Regions from separate parts of the Mus musculus genome. Here all the other regions are linked to region 1. Evidence: chromatin contacts called from public promoter capture Hi-C data. All regions are on one chromosome and are shown on one strand. Each heading gives the region's core, a stretch centred on a gene start, on an enhancer-like site or on the middle of the called end of the contact. The rest is flanking DNA. Distances are from core to core; before and after follow the strand shown. Region 1 holds the start of Rps15 (ribosomal protein S15). Region 2 holds the start of Mfsd12 (major facilitator superfamily domain containing 12). Region 3 holds the start of Tbxa2r (thromboxane A2 receptor).

What was found. Promoter capture Hi-C pulls out the DNA fragments that hold promoters and counts their contacts.
Region 2: a promoter capture Hi-C map of pre-B cells shows a contact between it and region 1. The contact joins the promoter of Mfsd12 here to the promoter of Rps15 in region 1. A contact is called at or near these places in 6 of 39 promoter capture datasets (cranial neural crest, embryonic stem cells, frontonasal cranial neural crest and 3 more) and 2 of 115 datasets of contacts at active chromatin or transcription factors (bone marrow-derived dendritic cells and embryonic stem cells).
Region 3: a promoter capture Hi-C map of liver shows a contact between it and region 1, with 2.7 times the contacts expected there. The contact joins the promoter of Tbxa2r here to the promoter of Rps15 in region 1. A contact is called at or near these places in 6 of 39 promoter capture datasets (cranial neural crest, frontonasal cranial neural crest, liver and 2 more) and 1 of 115 datasets of contacts at active chromatin or transcription factors (astrocytes).

What each region holds. Positions count from the first base shown.
Region 1 is chr10:80,291,041-80,293,762 of GRCm38.p6, reverse strand. Rps15 (ribosomal protein S15) reads right to left here and starts at 1,332. Exons shown (of 4, transcript NM_009091.2): 1 at 1,280-1,332; 2 at 903-988; 3 at 1-121. The coding sequence starts at 1,282.
Region 2 is chr10:81,356,169-81,358,890 of GRCm38.p6, reverse strand. It overlaps Mfsd12 (major facilitator superfamily domain containing 12), which reads right to left and starts at 1,400. Exons shown (of 10, transcript NM_028657.4): 1 at 1,005-1,400. The coding sequence starts at 1,293.
Region 3 is chr10:81,327,347-81,330,068 of GRCm38.p6, reverse strand. It overlaps Tbxa2r (thromboxane A2 receptor), which reads right to left and starts at 1,366. Exons shown (of 3, transcript NM_001277265.1): 1 at 1,152-1,366.

The sequences.
Region 1 (2,722 bases), core at 83-2,582:
CATGGGTGGTGCCTCCTTTTTGGCCTTTCTCAAGCGCTTGAGCAGTGAGTGTTGCTTCCGCCGAAGACCACGGTTCAGGCGCCTCCTCTGGCGGGCGCTGTACAGCTGCATCAGTTGCTCACTGTGGGAGAAGGGGGTGGTTTGGAGACCCGGGGACAGCATGCTGCGCCAGCACTGCTCCATTTCTTTCACACCCAGAAAGGAACATGCCGGGAGCTCACTAAAGACAAGTCCTCCATAGCACTGCCGTCAACCTTCAGGGCACAACCCTCTAAAATGAATCCACCAGCTTCCACAGGCAGTGACGTAAGCCGAGATCAAACCTTTTCCTTTGACAGCCCACCCAGACAAATTACCTATCCGTGGTTGATTTTCCCCAAGGTCACAGGGAGGCCTGTGAGCCCAGTCAGCGGGAGACTGAGGCAAGGTAGTTCTGTCTACATAAGACTGTCGAACACTGCACAACTGTAGCAGGGGCCGAGTTGAGGTCACAATCTAGAGCGCTTGCCTAGGAGGCTAGGACGCCCCGAGTTTGATGCTCTGCACCGTGATGGTGACCCAAACATTAGGGAGGTTGAGAGGATCAGGAGTTCGAGGAGAGCCTGGGCTACACGGGTCCCTTTTTTTTTTTCCGACTCAAGAGTTTCTCTGTGTAGCCCTGGCTGTCCTGGAACTCGCTCTGCAGACCAGGCTGGCCTCGAACTCAGAATTCCCCTGCCTCTGCCTCCCAAGTGCTGGGATTAAGTCGTGCGCCACCATTGCCCGGCACTCGAGACCCTTCCTTGCCTCTCCCATGTGACATGTGCAAAGGTTCTGGCTCTATTTCCAGCACCACCCACAGAAAAGGAAAATGTACAAACGGGCCAGCGACCCGGCGGGACTAAGGTGACGGGGCCTCTTACTAGGACATGTCGAGCAGTTGGTCGAGGTCTACGCCACGGTAGGTGAACTTGCGGAAGGTGCGCTTCTTCTTCTGCTCCACTTCGGCCTGCGTGAGCGCGAGTCGGGGTTAGCAGGGGCTCGGCAACCTTACCCGGGAGCCCAGGGACCTGAGCTGCGCGAGCCGCGCTCCTCTAAGCTACGGCGGACGGGCGAGGGGACACACAGCCCCGCGGCCGCCCGCAGCCATCCGGGCCCTTCCGCACCCGCCATCCGCAGTCTCCGGGCACCCGAGCACATCGCTACATCCCCAGGCAGCGAGTCCAGAGTCTTGCGAAAGGGCCCCGGGAGGATGGCGACGGATACCCGGGAGCACAGACCGCCGTGCACGAATACTCACCATCTTGGCGGTTACTCGGAAAAGGAAGTACGGGCTGCGCTTGCGCAGTTATCGCGAGCTCTGCCGGGAGGGCCCGCCTCCACCGCTCAACAGCTTCCGCTCTGCGGATACTCGCCATTGCCCCCCGCTGTCCGGAGGCCAGAGCAAAAGCGCCGCTACCCTCCGGAGGGGCGTGGCTCCCTTTGGGGTTTTTGTTAGTGTGTCTGTCTCTCTGTCCCTGGTTTTCTTTGTCTTCTCTGTCTCTGTGTTTCTGCCTCTCTCATGTACAAGGTCTCAAGCAGTGATTCTCAACCCGTGGGTCACAGCCTCTTTGGAGGTGGCATATCAGATATCCTGCATATCAGATATTTACAATTATGATTCCTAATAGCAAAATATATACATACATTTTTGGGGGAGACGGAGGTTCAAGACAGGGACTCTGTGTAGGCCTGGCTGTCCTGAAACTCGCTCTGTAGAACAGGCTGGCCAGAGGCTAATCCCAAGTGCTGGGATTAAAGGCGTGAGCTACCACCTCCAGGCTGTCTGCTTTTCTTGTGGGATGTGTGAGCCTACCACCTCAAAAGTGAGTGGTTAATTAGAAGACAACTTGGAGAGATCAGTGCTCTCTTTCCACCATCCTGGGACTTGGCTTTAGACTCCCTGACCCAGTGAGTGTTTCGTTTTATAATAAAATAGAAGCCAGGTGTGATGGCACAAGTCTTTGTCTTTTTTTTGTTTTGTTTTTTCGAGACAGGGTTTCTCTGTATAGCCCTGGCTGTCCTGGAACTCACTTTGTAGACCAGGCTGGCCTCTAACTCAGAAATCCACCTGCCTCTGCCTCCCAAGTGCTGGGATTAAAGGCGTGTGCCACCACGCCCGGCAAGTCTTTGTCTTTAATCCCAGCTCTTGGGCTACACAGAGAAACCCTATCTCAAAAAACGAAAAACCAGAGAGAGAGAGAGAGAGAGAGAGAGAGAGAGAGAATATGAATGAATGTTGGAAAGGAAGCCGCATTTTCTATTTTTGTTTTGTTTTGTTTTGTTTTTCAAGACAGGGTTTCTCTGTGTAGCCCTGGCTGTCCTGGAACTCAATCTGTAGACCAGGCTGGCCTTGAACTCAGAAATCCGCCTGCCTCTGCCTCCCAAATGCTGGGATTAAAGGTGTGCACCACCACGCCCAGCTCCAACATTTTCTCTCTTATCTAGTGTTGGGGGTTGGAAGGCTAGGAGGAAAAAGGTGGAGAAGGATGGAAGAAAAAGAAGCCCACGAAGTAGCAAAGTCCAGCAGAGGCACGTGTAGCACACAGAAGGCAGAGCGGTCTGTGAATTCCAGGCCAGCCAGGGATGCATAGAAAGACCATCCCTGTCTTTAAAGAGAGAGGAGAGGTAGGACAGTAGTGGCCAGGACAGCCAGGGCTGCATAGAGAAACATCATGTGAAAAAACCAAGCCGGGCATGGTGG
Region 2 (2,722 bases), core at 151-2,650, 1.1 Mb before region 1:
TCAGTTAACCCGAGAGTTCTGTCTAGTTCTGGGTTTCCTATGAGACTCAAAATGGTGCAAGATGTTAATCCCAGCACCCAGAAGGCCAGGGATCTGACTCGGAGGCCAGCCTGGGAACATCTCCTGTCTGTCCCACTGTGAAGGGACCCAGGCCTGTGCAAAGTCAGGCTGGCCTGGTATCTCCTGGCAAACATAAGCCCTTCTGAGTATTTCTTTCCATTTTTGGAGACTCAATGAAACAGTCATCCCCCTGCTTCAGCTTTTGAATATGGTGACAGGTGTGCAGGCTGTGCCTTGAAGCCCGGATTCTTCCTGGATCCTGAGAAACTAGAAATTCCAGCCCCTAGGCTGGCAGATGCCACTGGGCCACTGCTGTCTTGAAAAAATGTCATCTAGGGGCGGGGCTGGTTCTGCAACCCCTACCCCAGGCAAAGGGACGGAGCCTTCCAGGAATTCCCCAGGGAGGGGCTACAACCCCAGGGCCAACCTCTCCAACTGTCTACACCAAATGAGAGAGCTGCTGGGGACTACATGCTGGGCCACCCCAGACAGGAGCCACAGGCGAACAGAATGAAGTGGGTGGGCAGCAGGAGGAACACAGGACACAGGATGATAGTCAGGGAAGGGGACTGGGGGGGGGGGGGCAGAGCTGTAAGACTAAAGACAGGGTACAGAATCCTGAAAAGGTAGAGGGAACAGGACTGGCCCACGGATGGCAGTCAGCGGAGAGGATAGGATATAGCGGGAGAGAGAGGACAGACAGACACAAGAGTGACAAAAACGGGGAGATGAGACACTGGGGAGCAGAGGGTAAGAGGGACACAGGATGACAGTCAGAGGGGAGGACTTCCACAGGGCGACAACCACAGGAGAGGACGGACACAGGGCGGCATTCAGAGGGGAGGAATGACACAGGATGACAACCACAGGGGAAGACGGACACAGGACGACGGTTAGAGGGGAAGACGGACACAGGACGACAGTCAGGGCAGGGAAAGGCTCACCCGCTAGGTGCCAGGCCTTGCGGGGCCCACAGCGCACGCAGGAGGCGCGGTCCGCCTCGTAGCCCACGAGCGGCGTGCAGAGCCCGTCGGCCACTTGGCCCAGCAGCAGCAGCAGCCCCGCGCCCCGCGAGCTGTACCCGCGCACGGAGTGCAGGAATAGTAGCAGGTAGGTGAACCACATGCCGGCGCACAGGTCGTTGAGGAAGTGGCCGACCGCGAAGCTCAGCCGCGCGGCGAGGGACAGCGTCCGCGGCGGCCCCGGGCCTGCGTCGTCCGACGGAGGCGACATCGCGGCCGCAAACCCCACCGCCCCACACTGCCGCCCCGCGCTACCCGCGCGGCTACGCTGCCGCCGCTCCCGGGAGCCGCCTCAACAGGGCGGAGCCTCGGAGCAACGGCCACGCTCGCCAACCGGAGCCGCGCGTCTCGGCCCGGCGCCCAATCAGCAAGAGGAGGCGTGGCCTCTGTCCGACGCACTCCCGCGGCCCTAACGCCGCCCTCTGCGGCTCCGACTTTTATCATAGCAGTTCGTTTCTATTTTACTTTCTTCGTGTTTTAATTTGTTTGACTAAAGAAAAAAGTTTTGTTTCTTCTTGTAACAAAGGGTATCTTGTAGCGCAGGCTTTGACATTTCTGCTTAGCAAAAGACAACTTCGAACTCCCCATGGTTCTGGCTCCACCTCCACAGTGCTGGGAGTCACTGAATTTGTCCTTTCACAACCTGAAAGCTTTTTCTTTTGAGACAGGGTCTCATGTAGCCCAGGCCACCCTCAAGCTCAGAACGCAGCTGAGGATAACCTTAGACTTCTGATCCTTCTGCCTCCCTCTGGAACTCCATGGGTGCGGGGTTGCATCCACAAATCACGCCTTTAATATTCTGTTTTCAGTCAGGGTCCCACTAGCTATCCAGGCTAGCCCTGAAGTCCCTCTACAACCTAGGCCGTCCTTGAACTATCAATTCTCCAACCTTAGCCTCGAGGATTGATGGGATTTCGGGCCTGGCTTAGTGAAGGGCGCCCAGATGTCTGTCACTCACCCACACTCTGCCTTGGGCCCCAGCTAGCCTGCAGCTGGAGGCTGGTGCTCACTCCCGCGCGTGCTCCCTGCAGAAGGGGCCAGAATGAGAACACACCGGGGTGATCCCATAAACTTCCAGACATACATAGTGAGGCACTTACAGGACATATTAGTGCTAATTAATTATTAATTACAGAGAATAGCTGGGCAGAACATCAAAATACAGGCTAGTCTTTAATGAGGGCTGCTAGTGCCAGGAGCCCCACGTGGCAGACGCCTGTGTTTCACTCCTACTTACTGGGTGGTTTTGTGGAACACACTCAAAGAAAGGGGAAGTCAGGCCTCTGTTGGCCTGGTGACTCAGAGACACAGGTGCCGAACACCCCCACACAATTCCAGGCCCAGATCATGAGACACATGAGACAAGTGTCCTCCTATCCCCTCCTCCTGACATTTTATTCCTTTTTTCCCCCCAACTGACCTCAAGCTCAGCTCTGTAAACGAGGCTGGCTTTGAACTCCTGATTCTGCTGCCCCCACCTCCTGAGTACTGAATGGCAGGCCTGTGTCATAGCCGCTTGATGGTGGGGTTACCTGTCTGTATCACTGTACATCTTCCTCCGGGGCATTCAGAGACACGCAGGCTGGATCTGAACCCCTAAGTCCCAAATGGACTGGTCTTTCCTTTGCCTATGAGCAGTC
Region 3 (2,722 bases), core at 117-2,616, 1.0 Mb before region 1:
TCTGTGTAGACCAGGCTGGCCTGGAACTCACTGAGCTCCATCTGCCTCCAGCTTCTGTTGGGGTGACAGGCACAGGCCACCACACCCCAGCTTTGGACACCAGGAAGCAGAAGGATTCTGGAACCCTCCCACCCTGAGTCCCTGGGATGTGGGATGGTCCTGCGTTCCTGAGCCATGTTCCCACCGTTGGGGGTGGAAGGCAGTGGTATTCTGTCTAGGATGGGGCCTCATCCTTGTATATGTGTGCCCTGGGACGCTAGAGCTCATTCCTTGAGGCCCAGGCTGGGTGGCTGAGTTCCAGCCTTGGTGGAATGTGGTGTGTGGCTGGGCTCTGCAGGCTAGGCCCCTCCTCCTTCTCCCAACTCCTCCATCTGCAACAAGCCTCCCCCACCAGGCCTCAGAGCAGCCTGGGCTCCCCACACCTCCATCACCCATAGCCACGCTACACAGCCTCAGTTTTCCCCGTGTAACGAATTTGCCTTCCCTGGTGACTTTCTGCTTATGAGCTCCTGAGGCTGAGCCTTGGCCGCAGCTGTGCCCAGTGGGCTGTTCTGCCAGCACCCCAAATACCCAGTGTGCATGCCCACAACCCCACAGACTCAGGTTCACCTTCACCGCATGCTGTTCCCCCCACTGCCTGCTTCCTGTTTGTGCCACAGTTCCAGGGTGCAGGTGTCATCCTGTGGCAGTGGGCTGGGGGAGGGGCCCCGAGGCCTGTTTTCTGGCATGTTGGATGGATGCCCCTCTCTGGGTAGGACATGTGCCATCGAGATGTGACCCAGGTTCTGAGCTGAGCCTATGTGAGTACAATCACCATGCCCAGCTCCAAGCCACACACTGTAGCTCCCAGCTCCATTCCATCCCACCCCCAACTTCATCACTGCCACAGCATCTTGGACTGGCCTCACCCAGACACAGGAAACCAGTGTACCCACGTACCACCAGGGAAACTGCACTTGCCCAGGCTAGACCACCGGAGTAAATGTCACACCACAGGATCCCCTTCAGGGAACTTTGGCACCTGGTTGCTATCATTCCCCCCTGTAGGCAGGCCACAGCAGGGTTGTTAGTGGATCTGGGTTCCCCAGGATCTATGCAGAGGCTTACCTGGGTACAGTGGTATAGTCACAGTAGGGAGGCAAGGGACTCACCTGTGCTGTTTGTACCTAGGTGTCCTCTGTGGTGTTCCAGGCCAGGCAGAGAGAGCAGGTAGGGGAGTTCCCTGGGGAAACCAAGTCACGTTGGTTGAGGGGAGGCCCCAACAGAAGCCCTGGGGCCGTGGGTACAGGGGAGCACTGGAGACCCTCAGGCGTCCAGGGCTGGAGGGATGGGACTGTGAGGCTGTTTCCCGTCCCGCCCTGTCTCCATCTGTCTTTCTGCCGACTCTCGTCAGCCCCACCCCCTGCGCTGGCGCTGGCCTCGCCTCTCAGCCGCTAGGGTGGGAACCAAGCAGGGCACAAGGGTGACAGAGTAGAGAGAGACATCAGTTGTTGAAAGGTCAGGGACCCAGAGGGAGGCCATGTGGGAAGAGCTGGGAGGCCAAATGGGGCTGGTCCTGACACAGCAGCAACTAACCTTCGCCAAGGCTGTCCAGGAGCCTTCCAGGGATATTGGGTCAGCAAGGCCAGCTCCAGCCTGACTGCAGGGACCAAGAGCTGGAGGGGAAGGAGAGGGCTGGGGTAGGGGAGGTGTAAGGTCGGAGACCAGGCTGTCCTCTAGAGATGGAGCAGTCTTGGGGAACCCTCCCCTGCAGACTCACTGCCTGAAGCCCTGACAGTTGCCCAGGATGACTGAGCCAGGCAGGGGTGTTAGTCCTGTGCCTAGTAGCTGGAGGAGGGGGGCCTGCGTGGAGGAGGTGACCTTGGGTCTCTTTGGCCCTGACAGGTCCTGGTGGGGATTGAGATGCCTGGCCTGGCTGTGACCTCAACCTCCCAGTTCCATAGTCTGCCCAGGGTCAGCCAGACTCTTGTCAGCAGCAGGAAGCCCCTTGCCTGCTGCACCACCCCCACCCTTCCTGCCTTCCCACCCATCCCAACACTAGGTCCTGACCCTGACTGGCCTCTACCCCCGTGAAGTTTGTAGTTCCTCTGATTTCCTAGCTGGGCCTGCCCTGTCTATCCATCCCATAAGCTAGGGACAGAAATGGACACAGATCATCCCACGTTTCTGATCTCAGGCTGCTGAGGCAAAACAAATGTCTTTACCTTCTCAACATTTGGCTAGGTATCAATACTGTGGGTGTAAGGGGTATGAAGATTGGGTTTTTTCGGGGGCTGGTGAGATGGCTCAGCCGGTAAAAGCACTGACTGCTCTTCTGAAGGTCCTGAGTTCAATTCCCAGCAACCACATGGTGGCTCATAACCACCCATAATGAGATCTGATGGCCTCTTCTGGTGCGTCTGAAGACAGCTACAGTGTACTTATTTATAATAATAAATAAATCTTAAAAGAAAAAAAAAAAAGCCGGGCGTGGTGGCACACACCTTTAACCCCAGCACTTGGGAGGCAGAGGCTGGTGAATTTCTGAATTCGAGGCCAGCCTGGTCTACAGAGTGAGTTCCAGGACAGCCAGGGCTACACAGAGAAACCCTGCCTAGGTGTCCTGGCAGGAATGTTTGGTGGTGAGGGTGAGGAGCTGTGGTGGGAAGAGGATCTGAGGCTGCTCTTGATGTGGATGGGTTGGGGTGGATGAAACAGAGAGGTGGTTGTATGTTCTTCCTCT